Regions from separate parts of the Mus musculus genome. Here regions 1, 2, 3, 5, 6 and 7 are each linked to region 4. A link is a contact called in public Hi-C, HiCAR-type and HiChIP or PLAC-seq data. All regions are on one chromosome and are shown on one strand. Each heading gives the region's core, a stretch centred on a gene start, on an enhancer-like site or on the middle of the called end of the contact. The rest is flanking DNA. Distances are from core to core; before and after follow the strand shown.

Region 1 (2,700 bases), core at 147-2,646, 430 kb after region 4:
TTTGCCATACCTTGGCTGGTAGTCTTGGGTTGTATAAGAAAGCAGAATGAAAAAGTCATGAAGAGCAAACCAGTAAGAAGCATCCTTCCATGGGCTTCTGTTTGAGTTCCTGTCCTGACTTCCTTCAATGATGTTCTACAGTGTGGAAGTATAAGCCAAATAAACTCTTTCTTCTCCAACTTGTTTTTGTGGTCATGACTTTTCATTACAGCAATAGAAACTTGAACTAGAACAGGTGACATTAAGTTACTTATTCAAGCACACATAACTAATTAGTTCCTGAAACTAGATTTCAAATGTAATCTTGTTTTAGTCGAATCCATGCTTCTTGTTGTTTTGCTTTGTGGTTTTGGTGAGCAAAGAAAGAGACAGAAATGCTTTTTTGTTTTGGTTTGGTTTTTTGGTTTTTTGAGACAGGGTTTCTCTGTGTAGCCCTGCCTGTCCTGGAACTCACTTTGTAGACCAGGCTGGCCTCAAACTCAGAAATCGGCCTGTCTCTGCCTCCCAAGTGCTGGGATTAAAGGCGTGCACCACCACTGCCCAAGAGACAGAAATTCTTAATTAATGTAGAACTCACTTGAAGTTATAATAATGGAAAATTACCCCTTTAGGAGTTTGTTCTTCTTCTGGAAAGACATTGAGGCCTTTGGAGAACAGTGTGTTTGTAAACAGGGCAGTTAACCATGCTCATGGCATGACCCCATCTCCAAGACATGACCACATTTCCATGGCATGACCACATCTCCATGGCATGACCCCATCTCTAAGGCATGACCACATCTTCATCATTTCTAATCATCACTCTTCTCAGCCGTTCATCTTCATGAAGTCAAATCAAATGCAGCCCACCCTTCCAGGAGACTCCTGCAACCTCTTGACCACAGTGCTTTGCCAAGAATTCCACATGTTTAGCCATGACTCGGGCAGAGAGGAGGCCCTGCTGCTATGGAAGGACACTTCCACCTCTCTTCCAAATGGCTCAGGCTCACTTTAATTCCACAGCACATTCATCTTGCATCTTCTGCTTCCTGTGGTAAACAGCAGGCCAGATCACAGAAGGAAAGCCTGCAGGGATAAGCTGCCTGGCCTGGCCACCATAGCAAGCTGCAGGTGCTCCAGAAGGCTGGCCAAATGGGGGAGTCTTCTTGGAATAAGTTTGACAAGTTACTGCTGGCCCAAATCTAGGGTCTCATCCCTCTCCACTTAGGCCCTTGGGTCACCAAAAGGAAATGTATTTAATTTTAAAATCCCCCCTAGAGCCAAAAGGAATTCCAGAAAAACAGCCATAAACACTGGAAAAGTCTTGTCTGATTTAGGAAAACATTCCATTGGATTTAAAAGGAAATATCCTGTGACTAATCTCGTGTAAGACTTGGGAACGGGTCTAACTGTTCAGTTTGGTGGTCAGGGAGGGACCAAGGAGACCAAGCCCCTTCCCACCACCACTTTGGGCACTAAATCAGTTGGGGCTGAGTTTCCAAACAAGGATTTGGAATAATATGCTGTTTGATCCTCAGGCCCCCCTGCCCCTTTTCAATTTGTCATTGATTTCCCATCAAGAGAGTTTGTGCAACCGAATCCCCCATGCTATCCTGGCACTTTGGGAGCCAGTAAATAAAACCCAAATGTTAATTCTTATGAGCACAGCATTGCCTGCCAAGAAATGAATAATGTACAGTGGAAGAAACAGCATCATGTGTCCTGGCCAGGGAGCGGGTGAATCAGTAGGGCAGAGTTGGAGAGCAGGGGGGAGTGCCCGAGAGGCAAAGGAAGAAAAGAAGATGCAAAAGGAAGAGGAAGTAAAACTAACTCTTAGGGCACACATCCTGTAGTCTTGACTCCTGTGTGAGAACTGTCAGTAATGAGAGATCCTCTGAGCCCCTGTGGCTGCTCTGCAGGGAGTAGCATCCACACTCACTCATCAGATCCTCACAGCATCACAGGACGCAGATGGCCACTCTCCTCTGTACAGATGAGGAAACCCAGGCTCAGAGAAGCTAAGAGATTCGCCCTCCATGCGTGAGAAGGATAAGGTCCATACTGTGGTTCAGATGTGTCCCCAAGAGTTTACTAAGTCCTCAGTGCTGGGACATGTTGGGGTATGTTCGGGTCATGGGAACAAAGACCCTCAAGAGTGAACCAGTGTCTCCTCCGTCAGGGCTGGATCAGCTACCAACAGAGCAGGTTGTTATAAAGGGAGACAGGGCTATGTCCTCTATCTTATACACACATCTGGCCTGTAGGCTTTCCCTCACCACAAATTGAAAAGATACTTCTCAGCCTCCAAAACTAGTTTACAAACAAACAAACAAACAAACGCCCGAGTCTTGATGTGTTACCCAGTTTCAAATAATCTGTTTTAGCCACACAAAGACAGCTCTGCTTACTAGAATCAAGATTCACGCCCACATTGTTCTTCTGACCCAGATGGAAAAGGGGAGATGTGGGGAGGGTGACCAGCAGACCCAGTTAGGTCAGGAGCAGCTCCTTATAGACAGGATTTCCGATGTTAAACCCACAATTGCCACACCTGGTATACGCAGCCCTGGGAACAACTCAAGGCATTGCTCATACGAGGCAAGCATTCTGACAGCTGAACTAGATACACAGGTGCATAGTGAACACCTACTATAGTTCATGCCAAGGGGCATTTCCAGGAAAGGACACTGCTGCTGCAGCTCTGGGGTATACGGGTCCAGA
Region 2 (2,700 bases), core at 109-2,608, 490 kb before region 4:
GAACAGAGAGAGCTAGCTGCAAGAGAAGCCATTCCTCAACCTAGCTGCTGTGACCATTCTCAAGAGGTAAGCTGCCTTCTCTGGCCTATGGGCTAGAGGGAGTAGATAGATATGGCGGGGGAGAAAGTGAGTGTGTATTCATCTGTAACCTGACTAAAGCTCTTTCATAACAGGGGTGATAATCTCTCAGCTCACTTGTGTGGGAGGCAAAGAAAGATGTCAATTTGAAAGGAAAACATTTGAGCCACTTGACTCTTAGAAGAGGAAAAAAAAATCAAAAGAATTGGAAGAGAATGTGAGGGTATAAAGCCTTTTGTAAAGGGTAAAGTTGGAGCAAGGATGCAGGTTTCTTTCATCTTCCATTCAGAAATTCTTAAGAGGAGCCACTTAACAATTGTTGATGTCTCCGGAGGGAGGAAGGACTTCCGGGTTGTGACACTCTTAGGGTCTGGAAAGCATCCTAAAGGCAGGGTATGTGGTGACATTAGGAGCATCTCCTATAAGGGGAGTAGTATGCCTAACCCACTAGTATAGCTAGTGGTAGAGCTATAGTTGACCTAGTCTGTCTCTACGGTCTGCTCCATCGTATAGAAATCTTGGGCGATGTCAGAATCCTCCCCATGTGGGAAACATTTAGAGTGTCATTACCATGCGGTGGAACTGGATGGAAAGACAAGACAACAAGATCTTAGAATGACCCAGCCCTTGCTGAAACGGACACTTAATTCTAGAGATCCATGACGTCAAAAACAACAATTAGACTAGTTGGTGTGCTCCTGCTATGGGAGATGGGATAAAACAGGACTTAGAAACCAGAGATAGATATCCTAGATAGACATCTGAGGCTTGGCATGCACTTTCCCACCTGAGGTTTTCCTGGGGGGGGGGGGGACGCCGGGGGGGGGGGGGAGAAAAGTCTCCTGGGAAGCTGAGCTCCAAAATTAAACAAAAGCTAGAGGCACCTCTATCCGTCCTTCCCAAGGGGTCAGACCTGCAGGTCTCTGAGGTGTGGCACCGGTTTGTTTTTCCTGGTCTTTATAGCAGGGGTGGGTGGGTATGGGGTGCTCTCTGCACAAAGAAGGAATCCTAAGGTAGGCTAGCACTCTAGTGAAGTCTTCACCTTGAACTTCCTGTCAATCCTTGGAGGGATCAAGGCCGGGAAAATGCTACTTGATTCTGCGTGTCGTGAGGTTGCAGCGGGAGTGGGGGAGAGGGAGGGGGCAGAACCTGTCATCTCTCTTCCAATTCTGAGACCGAGGTCTCCTTGTGTCCCTGGGAGACCAGAACCTCAAAGGGTGATCGATTAAGACAACTGTGAACCCGGATAATGCTGAGGTGTAAGAGGGGTCACAGAACACATTTCATCCTTAAACTTGGCGGGGTGAGAGCCGGAGCTGAGCTGGTGTGTCTGCGGAAAGGGAGCCACTTCAACTGAATGGCTCTCTGCCCCCGTGGTTCCTGGCTTATTTATCTATTCTGTTGTCTCTGCGAGGTGCAGAGGTGCCTGGCTTTTTGAATCAGGGAGGTCTGGGGACTGGCGAAAGGAGCTACACAGAGAAAGAGACAGTCGTGCTGCATCTAACCTAAGGGCGGAGGTCCCTCTAGCTGGACTTTCCTGTCCTGCGAACGCAGCGGGGAACAACGTCACCTCCGTTTCTCTGGCAATGAACCCAGGGCCACCTCAACTCGTTTTCATTTGGATTTTCATCTTGGAGAAGAGCTAGTGGGACCAGCGGGAGCAGGTGGACTGTGTTGATGCAAAGGTGGCTCGTGTTTCAGCCCCTGGGGATTGAGGTTAAAGGCTTTGAAAACCGGCTAGGGTAGCTTTGGATATCTGTCTCCTCCTAGTCAAAAGCGGTTCCACTTTCAGTTGTGAAGGAGGAGGGAAAAAAAAGCCAAACCAGGAAGTGAAGTCCCCAGCACCAGCATGTCAGAAAGCCCGGCTATGGCCTGGCTGGGACAGATCAGGGCAGGGCAGAAGTGGGGCCACTAGCCAGGCTGCCTGCCTGCCTGCCTGCATGGACGCTCTGAAGTCACCCTGCCCGCGGAGAAGCCCGGGGTGAGGAAGGGAGGACCGAGGCTCTCCTGCCAGCAAGAAGCCGGAGCCAGAAAGCCTCACTCGGAAGCTCCAAGGCGTGCGTGCGGCCCTTCCCAGGGTAAGGGATCTGGAGCCGGGTGTGATCCTAGGACGGGGCTCCTGCACGCGTGACAGAGGCATCCCAAATCCCTCCTCCCTGCCCACTTCAGGAAGCTGCTTGGAATTCAAAGCTTGCTGTGCCTCCACGTGTGCGCGCCATGCTCTCTCTGCCTGGGAGTGGAGGGCTCCTCTGCATCAGGAGGGATGAGGGGAAGGAGGAAGAGGACACAGGGAGGGACTTTCTCTTAAGGGGTGGAATACAAGCAGAGACCTTTTGGCAGACCCGAGCACGTGGCGGCATAGCTCCCTGGGGTGGGCTGGGGGGTGGGGGTGGGGGGTTAACCCTGATTTTCACTGAGTTTTGACTCCCTCTGATGGTAAGAGCTAAGGAATCAGTCCAAAGAGATGGAGATACAGGCCGAATGAAGCTGGGTCTCTTTTCAGAGCTATAAACACTGGTTAGACCTAAGATGCTCTTAAAGGGTTTTGGGAGCCTTGAAAAGGGGCTGCAGGAGCTGGGCTTTGATACCTCCTAGTGGTATCGCCCCTCCCCCTCCCCTTTG
Region 3 (2,700 bases), core at 28-2,527, 430 kb before region 4:
ATTTGAAACACAGCCTAAAGAAAACAAGATGGGAAAACTCCGTTTAGAAAGTCCATATGCCATTTATTTAATATTTAACTCCAAGGAGCACTTGACTCAGCACCTCGAAAGCACACTAGTGTGGAGTTCACCTCTTATCGAGAACAAAAATAATTACTTTGGACCTATCCAGAATACAGTCCGAGCTTGAAGTGCACGAAAACCGGACATATTAAACAGTTTTCCTCTTCTGTTCAAAGTGCCAGAAAGGATCGACTACTCCTAGCTTAGTGGATCGTTAGAGAGAACAAAGACTTAGGGAGCTGAGAAGCAGGGTCTTATCTAATTATCACGTATCTAATTCTTCCTAGAACAGAAACTGGCTTAGAGAGACTGTGATTATATCGACCGACCAAGGTCACAAGTAACAGCTAAGTCCAGAATAGAAGCACCAAACTTCTTTTTTAGGACGTTCTAAACTGCCTCCCAACGAGTTGTGAATTAACTGTGACATGCTCTACGCATATAATACTTTGTGTATTAATAACTGGGCACTTGTTCTCCCAAGCGCCAACATTAGCAATCGATCGGGGTTAAAGGTACAGGAAGAAGGGTGAGATTAAAACGAGAAGGCCGCATGTGTGTGCGCGAAAAATCACAACTGAAGCAGTGCACGAGAACGAGCACAGAGTGGATTTAAGCGGGCGGGGGGGGGGGGATAATTCCCTCCGGGGCCGAGGGAGAAGGGAAGAAGGCACGCACGGGGAATAGTTGTAGACCTGAGTTCTGAATGGAGTGAAATGAGCCGGGAAAAGACCTATGACACATGGGTATGACGTATGCGTAACGGATTCCCACGGAGCAGATGCGCCAGCCCGGTCGGTGCCTGCCTCAGTTTCCCGCCCATGTAGTGGTGCGGGATGCTCTGGGATCTTCACTCACAGGACAAACGTCTTATTAAGCGAGGTCTGGGCTCGATATTTTGGAGATGCTGGGTCGACTAGGTCGAGGCGAAGACCGCCTCGTAAGCGGGTTGCACCCCCTGCGGTGACTCCCACCTCAGTCTGGTCTCCGGTGCCCGCTCCACAGCCATCGCATTTCCGGGACGGCCCGGGCTCAGCGGAACAGATTTTCTCCTCCTTATAGCTCTGTCATGAGCGCTTCAGTCTGAGCAAGCCGAATGCGAACCCTGACGGCGAGACCTGCGCGGGGAACTCGGACCCGCGCGTCTCTGGTTCACGCGGCCGCCGTGAGCCTCCCGCTCGGGTCCTCGGCGCAAGCTCCGCCACAGCCACTTCCGGTCGGTGCGCGGCGTCAATCTTCCCTCGGAAAGCCCGCGCCTGCAACTTAGAGTTTGGGGGCGCTCCAGCCGTTTCTCTGGAGCTGCAGTGTGGGGGACGTGTATTCTGTGATACCCGAGAGCATGTGGGCTTTCGTAGTCTTTTTTTTTTTTTAGGGGTCACCGAAAGTGAACTTTTTCTTTAGTTTTACGTTCGAAGATTTGGGTGGAAAGGAAAAGGCGCAGGCAGCGCAGTTTCCGGAGGACAAGGACTGCGTAGAGCAACCAGGAAGCGGCAGGGCTGGGAGTTGTTCCCGGTTCCCGCTGTGCTGTGGAGACTTCTTCACAGGGTCCCTGCGCCGAGGCCGGGCGCCCTTGGCGAGTCCCGCTCTGAGCGCTAGAACCCGGCTCCGGCCGGCCGTGCCCGAGCTGCCATGTCTTCCGACTTCGAAGGGTACGAGCAGGACTTCGCAGTGCTCACTGCTGAGATCACCAGCAAGATTGCAAGGGTCCCTCGGCTCCCTCCCGGTGAGTACCCTGCCCGGCCGGGCGGGGGCGGCCTGGAGAGCCGGGGGCCGCGGAACGCCGCCTGGGCACGCGGGGCTCGCTGGCGCGAGGCTGCTGTGGGTGGTGCTGGCGGCCCGGGGAGGGGTGCGTTCTGGGTAGTAGGTTGTGATTGGCATTAAATGTGCTTCAAATGCAAAGCACCTTCTGCGTGGAAACCATTTTGGGGGGGTGGCGCCTGTTTCCTACCCCACCGCTTTTTAAAAGCTTGTATAGCCTTGGAAACATTGCTCTGCATCTTGATTTCTTCTTTTTTCCTTTTCTTTTTTTTTTTCTATCTTTTTTTATCTTTTGTAAAATATGAGTATTCAAAGGAACTGTGTGAAAGTATCAAGATTGTGGATCTGTAAATGCAGCAGCAGCGTTGTCGTTTTAGTCAATAATTCTGTTATCCTTATTCGTGGCACACTAGAATGACGAGCTAGGATGCCTGAATTCAAGTCTAACCCTTGCCACTTAGAAGTTGTCTCCTAGGCAAGTTTTCGTTATCCTTCAAAACTTCCTTCTTGGTTCGAGAGACTCGTACCTCTCTCAGGGCGGTTGTGAAGATTAACTGATACGCAGCTGTGAAGCCCTGTGTCTTAGCTCTTGTTAGGATTCCTATTTTTCAGACCTCTGCCCTGATTCTGTGATTCTCATCTTTCTTGGGTATCTATAACCCAGTTTTATATGAAACTTCGTACAGGACAACTTTGCTCACTTTTACAATTCAGCATCCTCCAGGTATTACCCTGCATGCTAGGTTGTCAACAGTGGGAAGGTGGGAGCCTTGTCTGATTTTCTTGACATTTCTTTTCTAAGGGCTCAGATTTTTTTTTTTTTTTTTTGTGAATAAGCAAGGGATTGTTATATAATACTTTGTGACTTATAAGATAGTG
Region 4 (2,700 bases), core at 94-2,593:
CCCCAAATTCTCTAAATATTACACAGTAAATTGGTTACTTTTGGAAATCTACAACAGATGAGCTTATTAAAGGGGAGGGTGGGTTAATTTAATACGTGGTGGACCTCAGGATAACATCACACCTAATGGCAGTTGCCAGTCCCCACTGACTCATTCTTTCTGATTTCTTTTTTCTTTGCTTCCTCTTGCCCGTTGGACGTCCCAGTCCACTTCTCATTGGTTATCTGCAAGGGAAAGGCTCTTCTGAGTCTACCAGACAGAAACACGGTTTGGGGATCCACCTTTCTCCTTTAACATAATTTTCTCCACCACCTCATAGCAAATCGGTTTGCCCTCACTGGAGCCTAATAACCAACAAACACCCATCTCAACTCCCAGGCTGCCCACCTCTTCCCAAGGGCTTCTGGGCCAGCTTTGGTGACTTTCTCCTGTCAGGGCCCTCAGCATCTAGAGCCTTAGGGCATTTCATCTCAGTCCCCTTTGGAGAAAAACTCCAGCTCTACTCATCCCCAGGGCTTGGTGAACTTTCACTTTTATTTTTCCCTGCAGCTGTTAACGCCCAAACATTTCACCTCCAAAGGACTTGGATCCTACATCACTTCCTACTTCCAACGTCAGTTAAAAAAATAAAAAAAAAACCTTTACATTTTCCTTAAGGATATTTTTAATACCCCAGACAATTTGTTTTCTTGGATAAAACGCCTTCTTGGCATATTTAACCTAGTGGGACTTTACATTGAATGACATGATTCACTGTCATTAAACAAGCCAAGGGAGGGGAGCCTTACCCTCCCTGTAGATGGCCCAGCCTCTCTGCTTCCCCTGGTTCTCTCAGAGCAAGAGAGGTAAGCCTTCTTTTGGACCAGTCGTGTCTTTTCCCGCCCCAGTGCGGCCGACTTCATCGGGGACTTAACCACTGAGCACCCCGTCCTTGTGTCCCATAGTCCTCCCCTCCTGGACCCCATCTTCAGGACTTCTTGGCTAACACTTTTTCTGGGCCTCTCCCCATCCCCGCCCCCCAAGTGGGCTTTCCTTCCGCCTTCCCCGGCTCAGATTCCGGACTGGGTTGCCACCCCCTTCCCCTCCTCTCCCGGTCCGCATTGTCTTTCGGAACCCGCCCCCTCCAGGAGCGAGGCCCGCACCGTCCGGGCGCCCGGCTCGCACGCTGAGCACAGGCCGCACCCCGCGCGCCTCCCGCGGCCCCGGCCCGCCCCGCTCCCTCTCCCGGCGCCCAAAGGATCATTGTTGGCCGCCCCCGCCCCGCCCACCCCGGCTGTTTATTTATGCACACGTCACCGGGGAGGCCCCGCCCCCTGGCATCTCATTAAGGCGAGTGTGTTCCTCTCGCCCTGTCAATAATCTCCGCTCCCAGACTACTCCGTTCCTCCGGATTTCGATCCCCCTTTTTCTATCTGTCAATCAGCGCCGCCTTTGAACTGAAAAGCTCAGTCTAACTTCAACTCACTCAAATCCGAGCGGCACGAGATCCTTCGGTGTCTTCGGCTTCCCCCCCCTTTGCTCTTATATCTGACTTCTTCTTGTTGTTGTTGTTGTTTTTTTTACCCCCTTTTTTATTTATTATTATTTTTTTTTTTTGCACATTGATCGGATCCTTGGGAACGAGAGAAAAAAAGAAACCCAAACTCACGCGTGCAGAAGATCTCCCCCCTTCCCCTCCCCTCCTCCCTCTTTTCCCCTCCCCAGGAGAGAAAGACCCCAAAGCAGGAAAAAAAAAAGTTAACCTTGGACTCGTCTTTTTCTTGCAGTATTTTTTTGGGGGGGACTCGCAAAACTTTTTTTTTTTTTTTTTTTTTTTTTTTGCTTTTTTTCCTCCTTCATTTTTCTTCCAAAATTGCTGCTGCTGGTGGGTGAAAAATGCCGCAGCTGAACGGCGGTGGAGGAGATGACCTAGGCGCTAACGACGAGCTGATCTCCTTCAAAGACGAAGGCGAGCAGGAGGAGAAGAACTCGGAAAACTCCTCGGCGGAAAGGGATTTAGCCGATGTCAAGTCCTCGCTGGTCAATGAATCAGAGACGAATCAAAACAGCTCCTCCGATTCCGAGGTAGGAAGAGCCCCTCGGGCTGGCGGGTGGCTCCAGCCGGTTCCAGGGCCGGGAGAGCGGGGCTGGAAGGCGAGCGAGGCGAGGCGGGTCGGGCTTGCGGGCGGCGCGGACGGTGGCCCGGGCTGCTGGCTGCGAAAACTTGTAACCGTGTTTTTCTGCACCCCTTTCTCCGCCGACCCTCCCTTCCCGCACCCCCTCGGCGCGGCTATCGCCCCTCGCCCTCCCCACCTCGCCCCTCCGGGAAGGCGGAAAGACGGCCTCCGCCTCGCTCCGAAAGTTTCCGAGATAAATCCCGGGAAAGTTTGGAAGAAGGTGAGTGCGCCCCGCGCGCCCCCAAAACCGCGCGGTTGCGTTCCCCCTCCCCGGGGTCGGCCTGGCGGGTGCCCTCGCCCCACTCCCCACCCACCCTACCCGAGTTCCCGCGCCGGCCGGGCCCCGGGGACGCGCGCGGGCCCTCGGGGGGACACTTGCTAAAAAGTTTCTCCCGCTCTCTCCCGCGCCGCGCGGCCGCCGCCGTCCCCTCCGCCGCCCCGCCATGTTAGCGGCCAAGAGGCAAGATGGAGGGCTCTTTAAGGGGCCACCGTATCCCGGCTACCCCTTCATCATGATCCCCGACCTGACGAGCCCCTACCTCCC
Region 5 (2,700 bases), core at 98-2,597, 480 kb after region 4:
ATGTGTCTGTGTGTGTGTCTGTGTGTGTATCTGTGTGTGTCTCTGTGTGTGTCTTGTGTGTTTGTATGTGTCTGTATATCTATATGTATTTCTGTATGTCTGTGCATTTGTATGTGTCTGTGTGTCTGTATGTGTTTCTGTATGTCTCTGTGTGTGTCTATATGTATCTCTGTATGTCTGTGTGTCTGTATCTATATGTGTCTCTGTATGTCTGTGTGTCTCTGTATGTCTATGTGTCTGTGTGTGTGTCTCTGTGTGTGTCCCTGTGTGTTTGTATGTGTCTGTGTGTCTATATGTTTCTGTATGTCTGTGTTTTTGTATGTGTCTGTGTGTCTTTATGTGTTTCTGTATGTCTGTGCATGTGTCTATTATGTGTCTCTCTGTGTGTATGTGTGTCCATGTGTATCTGTGTGTGTCTGTATGTGTCTGTGTGTGTCTAAATGTGTTTCTGTATGACTCTGTGTTTGGCTATATGTGTCTCTGTGTGTATCTGTACGTGTGTCTGTGGGTGTCTGTGTGTGTATCTGTGTGTGTCTGTGTGTGTATGTGTCTCTGTGTGTGTGTCAGTGTGATTCTGTATGTGTCTCTGTGCATGTATCTATGTGTCTTTCTCTCTGTGTGTCCAACTTTACTAAGCAAGTGCAGACATGTGAAGAGGTGGGGATAAGGAAGGATTCTTCCCCACTGACCGCCATTACGTTAAGAACCAGGCCCACTACCTCCAGTTTCCTTCTTTCTAGATTGTGCTCCTGTAAGTGAGGTAGCCTCCATACGTTGGAGTAGGTTTTCTGTTGCTACTGTTGCTGCTGCTGTTTTGTTTCCTTATAATATACATACATAATTTTTTGAGGTATAGACGACCAGCTCCTAGGAAAGAAAAAGAAGAAAGAAAAACCCCCACCACCACTCCTGGTTGTCAGAGTCGGAATGCATATCAGTTATGCTGGGAGACAATGAAAACATCAAAAAGCGCATACAGACCATAAAAAATTCAAGTCCTCTGAAGCAATGTGGGACGGCTTGGTTGTGCTCCTCATTTGCATGCCAGTACCCACAATGCTCTGCAAGCTCCCAGATCTTTCCGAGCAGCCCTGGAGTCTGAGCTCTAGGGAACAAAGCGAGAGGATCCAGTGTGCTTGTGGGGAGGCACTTCTGTGTCTGCACTCGAGCAGTGGGGTTGGCGTGGGCTCGGGAACTTCTCTCCCTCTGTGGTGATTAGCAGGCAACCCTTGAGGGCTCAATCACAGGCTGGGGAGCCGAGCCTGGCTTTTTGTTTTGTTGCGTTGTTGTTTTGGCCTTTCTCTGATTGACATTCCCGACATGGCTGTGCTGTGGAGGTGCACAGAGAGCAGAGGAGACCAGCGCTCAGAAGGGCTACCTGGGTTGCTACAGCTGCTAGCCTGGAACTGGGGACTGTGTGCAAGGTGTTCTTTCTGTGGTGTGGCCACATGAGATTCGGTGCTTGGTGACCCTGTGGCCTGTTGCTTGTGGGATGCTCTTTCTCTCATCCTGGCGTCAGGGTTCAGCTTGCCTGCTCACACGGTCACTTTCCCCTTAGGATTTGGTTCTTCACAGAGCCCAGCAGAGCTATTGTCTACATCTAAGGGGATAAAGCCCAGAGGAGGCTTGGAGCTCAAACTCAGAGCTGCAGGTAGAGAGTCAAATCCAGCCCTTAAACAGACCCTAGCACCGGACCTCACCTACCGTGTGGCCAGCCCATACCACACTGACTAATGCTACCCTGAATGCCCCAGAGTGGCTGAGAACCGTTCGTTATTCATGCGGTTTTAGCCTTCTCAACCATTCTAGAGCATTACCAAACACATTAAAAATATATAATAATAATCTTTGCGTCTGCAACCTTGAAGATTCGGGTCTGGGTTTGTGCTTTGCTTTCCCAACCTCACTTTTCCCAATGCCGGCCGAGGAGTTCATAGGCCAGATTAATTTTGCAGTAAGAAAACAGGGTGAGGCGAGTAACTGACCATATCCGTGGGCTGGTAGTCTACCTCCTGGAACACGGAGCTTCAGAGGAAAGATGAAAAGATCTCCTTTCCCCACACTCAGGAGTTCTAACCTGGAAGCACCAGCCAGCCGGCCCATCTGTCTGCTTTGTAGAAAGTGTCCAATCCCTTTCCAATATCTTTACCATTTATTTTGGGGGCACTGGGCCTTGAACCCAGGCTCTTATACAAGCTGGCAATCACCACTGAGCCTTATCACACCCCCCACCATCATTTAAAAGCCTTTATAGATTTATTTTTAAAACAAGGTATCCTTAAGTTGCTCAGGCTTTCAACTTGCAGTCCCCCTGCCTCAGTAACTCAAATACTTAGAATTTAAGAACCACCAGCTACAGACCAGCATGAAGCTACTATGTGTTTTCACTGGAATCATCAGTCGGGGTTGCAGGGACAGAGCTACTTCCCGCTGGGTCTGCAGTAGAGGCTCCATCAGTCCCAGAGGCATGGCTCTCAGGTTACCCTGGAGCAAGCGTGCCCCTGCCTAACTAGCATTTGCAGGGCATGTGCACTACTGGCTGGACTCACAGACTGAAACCCTAAATGGTTCTATTTGTTACCTGGAACTCCACACCAGGATGGCCCGGTCCTTAGATATGACAGCTCATCTAGAGGGGACAGAGAAGGGGCAGGTCTTTGTTCCAGTGTCTCCAGCCTTCCTAGCTTGTCCCAAAGTTAA
Region 6 (2,700 bases), core at 46-2,545, 460 kb after region 4:
CTTCTAGAGTCCCAGTCATCACCCTACAAGACCCTTCGCAACAAAGTTTCATGAACTTGGCCTCCAGCGGCACATCCGAGATGCAGATTCCATGATGGAAGAGCTTTACTCTGTTTCCCTGGAGACTCTGGCTCAAAAGTTGCCAAATGAATGTTGATTTACAAGCGAGTAAGTGAGTAAGCTGTCCAGGATACACACCAAGAAGGGTTGCCTTGACAAAACTGCCTGTTAGGCTGTTAGATCCTGGTGTTGGAGGTTGGAAGAGCAGGGCTTCTGGCCTTGATGCCAGACAGTTGATGGAGCCCTCAGTGCCCAGACTGAGGCTCAAAGGCTGTGCTTCCTAATGCACCCCAGAGTTCCTTAGCTTTGTACAACAGCTGGCCAAAAGGCAGTTTCTTTAAAAAACTAAGTCAATCCAATGTAGGGTCCACATGGCCACTGAGTTGATGTTGTTGAGAGAGCTGGACTGTGGATATCCAGCCCTTCAAGCAGATGTTCTGGTTGGACCTCTTAATACTTCTTAATGCAGGGAAGACAGGTCAGGCCAAGGCAGCCCTGTGCCCTGCAGGCTGGCCCCCTGAGCACTGAGAAGATTCAGAAATGCTGCCATCTTGTGGCACCTCCAGGCCAGAGCAAGGTGGTCCCCAGCTCCATCCTTTAGCAAATCAAGCCCAGGTCTCTCTCTCTCTCTCTCTCTCTCTCTCTCTCTCTCTCTCTCTCTCTCTCTCTCTCTCTCTCTGTTCCTCTCCCATCTTTCCCCAGCTGGACATCAGCAGAGGAAAATTTGTGTGAACACAGTTTTGAATCTTTTACATTTATTTCCTGAAAAGAACACAAGAAAACCCTCTTTTAATTCTTAGGACTCTTCTGACAGCATGCTCTGTCAAAGTCTGCCAAGGAGAGGCTCTCACATCTAGGGCAACATCTTGGACCCAGCTCAGGAAAAAAGCAACAGAACCCAAACATGCCTACAGATCAGCCTGTCCTGATGAGGACTTGAGGCTCTAAGAATTCCAGATTGGACATGAGAATTCCTCTCAGCCTCTGAAAGCTTTGATCACAAACTGGATAATACCACACTAAAATATTGATCTGAAATGATTGTACCTGTTGGTTAGGGAGTCCAGATTGTGGTCCCTTGGGTTTCTAGATGGAGCTGGCACTTGATATGCCCAAGGAGACTGCATTGTGACAACATAACATTCGGATGCTTGTTCATCCTCAGCCTCTGGGTGTCTGCAGCATTCTAAATAAACAAAGTCCAGACAGGCGATCTGTCAGTGTGACTCAGGGCTGCAGGGTTGCACACTCGCAATCACAGAGCCATGAATGAGCAGGTCTGCCCACCCACTCCTGCTCTGCCCGCCCATGGAGGCTGCCTTGGGTAAAACCATCAAGGTGTGGAAATTGAACTTGGTACACACAGTCTCAACCCCCACCCCCACTCCCCAGCTCTCCTAGAAGTTATAGATCCACAGGGACCAGGTCTCTAAAGGAAGGGGTTGGGAAACAGGATGATAAATTATGACAGAAACAGAAAACTGGAAAGCCGGACGTGATTGTGTCATCTGTAATCCCAGCATGAATGCTGCTGAAGCAAGAGGACTGGCGCCAGTCCGAGGCCAGCCTGGGCTACAGACTGAGACTGCTTCCAAAAGAGAATGGGAAATGCTGTGAATATTACTGGAGGGAAAGAATAGGAAGGAGGGAGAAAAAGAAAAGGAAAAAGAAACCCAGATTGGACCCTGTGAGGGCCTTCTGCGCACTGAACTGAAAATATGAGCATTTGAGCTTAGGGGCAAGGGACAATTCATCCAAACGCTTGCTAGTCTACCCAGCGAAATAATCAGATTGAACCTGACAACCACAGTTATGTAACACAAAAGAGAGCCTGGGACTAAGAAAAATGGGGTATCAAACTGCTTACTTAGTTTCCCCCGGGGGTCAACAGCAGGGTCCAAGAACTCTACTTCTTTAGGCATGAAGCAGATGCTAGATACAAAAATTAGAGACCTCTCCTGAAACATTGCCCCAGGCCTGCTGGGCCCATAGCTCAAAAAGGGAGAAACTCAAAAGGGTGCCCGGTCCCGAGTGTCAGAGCGGGGTCCACAGCGCACATGTAGCTGGTCCGGGGCTTCCTGTGGTTAGCTCTGGAGTTTATATAGGCTGTCTGTTTCTCCCATCCCCATATCCCCAGGAAGAACACTACATCTTCCAGGAAAGCCGGCTGTGGGTTACGGAACATCCTTCCGGAAGATAGAATGAAGCAGCTAGTACTAGAGGACAGGAGTAAAGAGAATGAACACCCTCCTCCAGACACAGCTCCTCCCACTCCGGTTGTGGTTAGATTGACCAATGACTTTGCGCAGAAATGACCCATGTGCCTTTCACATCTGAAGCTAGACATCCGAAATTCTTTCCTCGGCTGTTTGAAATTCGGACTATTTGATATGATGGTAGCTCCATCAGTCTACTTGGCTCCATGATTCCCGCTACCAATATGGGATGGACTTGGAGTATGTCCACAAATAAAAACCGAGAAAAAGCGTTATGTTTCTTAGGGTGTGTTCCCGCACTGGGAAGCTGTTGTTTCGTTAGCACGACTTAGTCTGTCTTGGCTGGTACAATGGACTTGGTTCAGATAAGTAATTCTGGTACGAGTTTGAAACAGTCACTTCCTGTCTCTGGACTTCATTTGGC
Region 7 (2,700 bases), core at 44-2,543, 370 kb before region 4:
TTGAAGAGTTTTATATAATAAAACTAACTATATGGACATAGTTGAATTTGTTGCCCTGGAAACTCATTTTCTATTTCAAGTGTGAAAGGCTGAATTCCCATGTTTAATGACTTCTTTCACAGTAGTTGATGTTTCTTCAATTCCAGAACTGAGTCTCACTGAAGGAGCAGTTAGATCCAGAATGCGGAGGCAGGGCTAGCTGCAGTAGATCCAAAATGCAGGAGCAGCTGCACTAGATCCAGAATGCAGGAGCAGCTGCACTAGATCCAAAATGCAGGAGCAGCTGCACTAGATCCAAAATGCAGGAGCAGCTGCACTAGATCCAGAATGCAGGAGCAGCTGCACTAGATCCAGAATGCAGGAGCAGCTGCAGTAGATCCAGAATGCAGGAGCAGCTGCACTAGATCCAGAATGCAGGAGCAGCTGCACTAGATCCAGAATGCAGGAGCAGCTGCAGTAGATCCAGAATGCAGGAGCAGCTGCACTAGATCCAGAATGCAGGAGCAGCTGCAGTAGATCCAAAATGCAGGAGCAGCTGCAATAGATCCAGAATGCAGGAGCAGCTGCACTAGATCCAGAATGCAGGAGCAGCTGCACTAGATCCAGAATGCAGGAGCAGCTGCAGTAGATCCAGAATGCAGGAGCAGCTGCACTAGATCCAGAATGCAGGAGCAGCTGCACTAGATCCAGAATGCAGGAGCAGCTGCACTAGATCCAGAATGCAGGAGCAGCTGCACTAGATCCAGAATGCAGGAGCAGCTGCACTAGATCCAGAATGCAGGAGCAGCTGCACTAGATCCAGAATGCAGGAGCAGCTGCACTAGATCCAGAATGCAGGAGCAGCTGCACTAGATCCAGAATGCAGGAGCAGCTGCAATAGATCCTGAATAATGATGTGGTGTAAGGGACACCGTAGAGCGAGATGCTAAACTGCTCAGATTATTGCTAGGGAAATAAACATTCGTTTTATTCCTAAAGATTTGTTGCTGTATGTAATTGCTTATTAACCACTTTAATATTTAGGATTAACATCAGTTTTGAGTAAATCACCTCTGCACATGCTTCCAAGTTGTCTGAGACATTGTAACTGTAGTGAGGTCAGTTCACTAAAGCTTTTGTTTGTTTTTGTGGACATTGAAAATACAGAGCTAGAGTCAGTTTAGGCTCAAAATGATGGTCCCGCTCCCCTGATTGTTTGCTAGCAGCAGCAGCAGCTCCATTTCTAGATAGACCACAGGCTGAGAACAAGCTTACAATACAGCACCATGTCACCTCCTGTAGCCACTGAATGCTGCCTTTGAACCTCGCTGGAGAGCTGTACTCTGATGACATTTAATTCCTGCTTGTTCTCTTATATTTCTTCATTTTAAGCATGCTGCATGCTTGCTTGATGTTCACTACTGCCAGAAAAAAAACAGGCAATATTAGTTCTAAGAATATTTTTCTTTCTGAAGCACCTCCATTCAGGATGTGTGATCTATTGTAATTCTTATTCATTTGAAACACAGCAATTTGTTCTTGTCAGTAGAGGGTGGATTTGTTGTTTTAAATTGCTGGGTTTTGTTTTTGTTGGCATACTCCCCAATACAAATTGAATGGCTGACAAACATCTATTTGTCTGACGGTTCAATCTGGATAAGTGCCCTCGGTTGCCTAACAGTACAATTTGGGGTCTCAGAGATAAAAGCAACCTGAATGCCAGGATTGTAGCAAAGCTTTTTCATGCAGATAGCAGAGGTAATCCATATTCCTGGGGTCTGCAAGTCACACAGAGGGAAATATGTGCGTGTATTGTCTCATATGAAACAGTGGGCTTTCTGCTCCTTCGTAATCAAAACAGGATAGCTAACTCATGAGGGTAGTTATAGCAGATAGGGGATGTTCCTAGACTTGAAATTAAAGAGGAACGTGGTATTGCTTTCTAAAGTTGGTAGCGTAGAGTTGCTTAGCATTTTCCCATAGCACATTGGCTTTTGCCGAATGAATTTTCTTTCGGTTTTAAGATTGTTATTTTGAAATCAGTTACATCTTAGGCTGTGACTCTTCTGTAGCTGTGATGTTCTACTTGAGATGGGGTTGAAGGAGGCTCTGTTTCTTCCCTAGATGAAGAGGTGAAACTTGTTCCCTGCTGACTTAGACTTACCTCTCCCTTAAAACACGAGTCTTCCTCTAGAAGTATCTCCCAAATGTAATTCATACCATTTTTTAAAAAAAGGATAAAATGTGTGATAGCCACAGTTATGAAGAAGGAATTGCTAACAGACATCCTTGAAATACATTAAAGAGCCCAGGTAGATACTCTAAAACATCAGGGTTTAATTGCTACAGCCTGCTACTTGACAGATTGGAGAAGTAAAGGAAAGTCCGAGGTCATTTTCCTGTGTTTATCTTAGAGTATCATGTGCAGGACATCACTAGCTATTGAGTAAAGGAAAACAGGAGGAATGGATACAGAAGAAAGATAATGCCACAGGACTGCTGAGCTAGAGACACCCTTAGGGCAACAGTTCTCGACCTGTGAGCTGTGGCCCTTCTGGGGTTACATATCAAATATCCTGCATATCAGATATTTGCATTATGATTCATAACAGTAGTAAAACTATAGTTATTAAATAGCAAGAACCAATTTTATGGTTGGGGGGGGTCACTAAGCATGAGGGACTGTATTAAGGGATCACTGCATTAGGAAGGCTTTTAGTA

The links. A called contact is a pair of places that touch in the nucleus more often than the background predicts. HiCAR-type assays count read pairs that join an accessible place to other places. HiChIP or PLAC-seq counts read pairs in DNA pulled down with a chosen protein or histone mark.
Region 1: a HiCAR-type map of fibro-adipogenic progenitors shows a contact between it and region 4, with 3 times the contacts expected there. The contact joins the enhancer-like site here to the promoter of Tcf7l2 in region 4. A contact is called at or near these places in 9 of 39 promoter capture datasets (the 3T3-L1 cell line, 3T3-L1-derived adipocytes, cranial neural crest and 5 more) and 7 of 115 datasets of contacts at active chromatin or transcription factors (bone marrow-derived macrophages, craniofacial prominence, embryonic forebrain and 4 more).
Region 2: a contact with region 4 is called in an HNF4G HiChIP or PLAC-seq map of pancreatic cancer cells. The contact joins the promoter of Acsl5 here to the promoter of Tcf7l2 in region 4. A contact is called at or near these places in 1 of 39 promoter capture datasets (the 3T3-L1 cell line), 1 of 484 Hi-C or Micro-C datasets (regulatory T cells), 3 of 115 datasets of contacts at active chromatin or transcription factors (bone marrow-derived macrophages, pancreatic cancer cells and thymic regulatory T cells) and 1 of 9 other capture datasets (adipose tissue).
Region 3: a contact with region 4 is called in a FOXA1 HiChIP or PLAC-seq map of pancreatic cancer cells. The contact joins the promoter of Zdhhc6 here to the promoter of Tcf7l2 in region 4. A contact is called at or near these places in 10 of 39 promoter capture datasets (3T3-L1-derived adipocytes, the C10 cell line, cranial neural crest and 5 more), 6 of 484 Hi-C or Micro-C datasets (CD4 T cells, double positive thymocytes, embryonic stem cells and 1 more), 11 of 115 datasets of contacts at active chromatin or transcription factors (bone marrow-derived macrophages, double positive thymocytes, embryonic forebrain and 6 more) and 3 of 9 other capture datasets (adipose tissue, liver and macrophages).
Region 5: a contact with region 4 is called in an H3K4me3 HiChIP or PLAC-seq map of embryonic limb bud, with 5 times the contacts expected there. The contact joins the enhancer-like site here to the promoter of Tcf7l2 in region 4. A contact is called at or near these places in 9 of 39 promoter capture datasets (the 3T3-L1 cell line, 3T3-L1-derived adipocytes, HPC-7-derived erythroid cells and 6 more) and 9 of 115 datasets of contacts at active chromatin or transcription factors (the NIH/3T3 cell line, bone marrow-derived macrophages, craniofacial prominence and 6 more).
Region 6: a contact with region 4 is called in a Hi-C map of 3T3-L1-derived adipocytes, with 5 times the contacts expected there. The contact joins the enhancer-like site here to the promoter of Tcf7l2 in region 4. A contact is called at or near these places in 13 of 39 promoter capture datasets (the 3T3-L1 cell line, 3T3-L1-derived adipocytes, the HPC-7 cell line and 8 more), 1 of 15 datasets of contacts at CTCF or cohesin (the NIH/3T3 cell line), 5 of 484 Hi-C or Micro-C datasets (3T3-L1-derived adipocytes, the N1E-115 cell line, adipose-derived mesenchymal stem cells and 2 more) and 11 of 115 datasets of contacts at active chromatin or transcription factors (the NIH/3T3 cell line, acute myeloid leukemia, bone marrow-derived macrophages and 8 more).
Region 7: a contact with region 4 is called in an H3K4me3 HiChIP or PLAC-seq map of forebrain, with 5 times the contacts expected there. The contact joins the enhancer-like site here to the promoter of Tcf7l2 in region 4. A contact is called at or near these places in 14 of 39 promoter capture datasets (the C10 cell line, the HPC-7 cell line, HPC-7-derived erythroid cells and 9 more), 1 of 15 datasets of contacts at CTCF or cohesin (the NIH/3T3 cell line) and 15 of 115 datasets of contacts at active chromatin or transcription factors (the NIH/3T3 cell line, bone marrow-derived macrophages, craniofacial prominence and 10 more).

The regions. Positions count from the first base shown.
Region 1 is chr19:56,168,250-56,170,949 of GRCm38.p6, forward strand. The region is part of intron 1 of Gm31965 (a long non-coding RNA gene); the gene reads left to right. Among named protein-coding and RNA genes, the nearest start is that of Gm32028, 8.1 kb to the right of the region's middle. Within about 2 kb of position 1,397, at least 44 of the 459 cell types and tissues checked have an H3K27ac peak or open chromatin away from gene starts, as enhancers often do. A contact at or near this core is called in 3T3-L1-derived adipocytes and fibro-adipogenic progenitors, where this site is marked.
Region 2 is chr19:55,252,011-55,254,710 of GRCm38.p6, forward strand. Acsl5 (acyl-CoA synthetase long-chain family member 5) reads left to right here and starts at 1,359. Exons shown (of 22, transcript NM_027976.2): 1 at 1,359-2,156.
Region 3 is chr19:55,314,759-55,317,458 of GRCm38.p6, forward strand. Zdhhc6 (zinc finger, DHHC domain containing 6) reads right to left here and starts at 1,278. Exons shown (of 11, transcript NM_025883.4): 1 at 1,038-1,278; 2 at 1-14. It overlaps Vti1a (vesicle transport through interaction with t-SNAREs 1A), which reads left to right and starts at 1,299. Exons shown (of 8, transcript NM_016862.4): 1 at 1,299-1,786. The coding sequence starts at 1,693.
Region 4 is chr19:55,740,467-55,743,166 of GRCm38.p6, forward strand. It overlaps Tcf7l2 (transcription factor 7 like 2, T cell specific, HMG box), which reads left to right and starts at 1,344. Exons shown (of 15, transcript NM_001331146.1): 1 at 1,344-2,064; 2 at 2,310-2,376; 3 at 2,607-2,700. The coding sequence starts at 1,876. It overlaps Gm31734 (predicted gene, 31734), which reads right to left. Exons shown (of 3, transcript NR_168128.1): 1 at 2,696-2,700; 2 at 1,743-2,126; 3 at 1-224.
Region 5 is chr19:56,219,829-56,222,528 of GRCm38.p6, forward strand. No RefSeq gene overlaps it. Among named protein-coding and RNA genes, the nearest start is that of Gm32028, 43 kb to the left of the region's middle. Within about 2 kb of position 1,348, at least 25 of the 459 cell types and tissues checked have an H3K27ac peak or open chromatin away from gene starts, as enhancers often do.
Region 6 is chr19:56,201,361-56,204,060 of GRCm38.p6, forward strand. No RefSeq gene overlaps it. Among named protein-coding and RNA genes, the nearest start is that of Gm32028, 25 kb to the left of the region's middle. Within about 2 kb of position 1,296, at least 28 of the 459 cell types and tissues checked have an H3K27ac peak or open chromatin away from gene starts, as enhancers often do. A contact at or near this core is called in 3T3-L1-derived adipocytes, the N1E-115 cell line and the NIH/3T3 cell line, where this site is marked.
Region 7 is chr19:55,368,283-55,370,982 of GRCm38.p6, forward strand. All of the region lies in intron 3 of Vti1a (vesicle transport through interaction with t-SNAREs 1A), which reads left to right. Among named protein-coding and RNA genes, the nearest start is that of Vti1a, 54 kb to the left of the region's middle. Within about 2 kb of position 1,294, at least 6 of the 459 cell types and tissues checked have an H3K27ac peak or open chromatin away from gene starts, as enhancers often do. A contact at or near this core is called in forebrain and oligodendrocyte precursor cells, where this site is marked.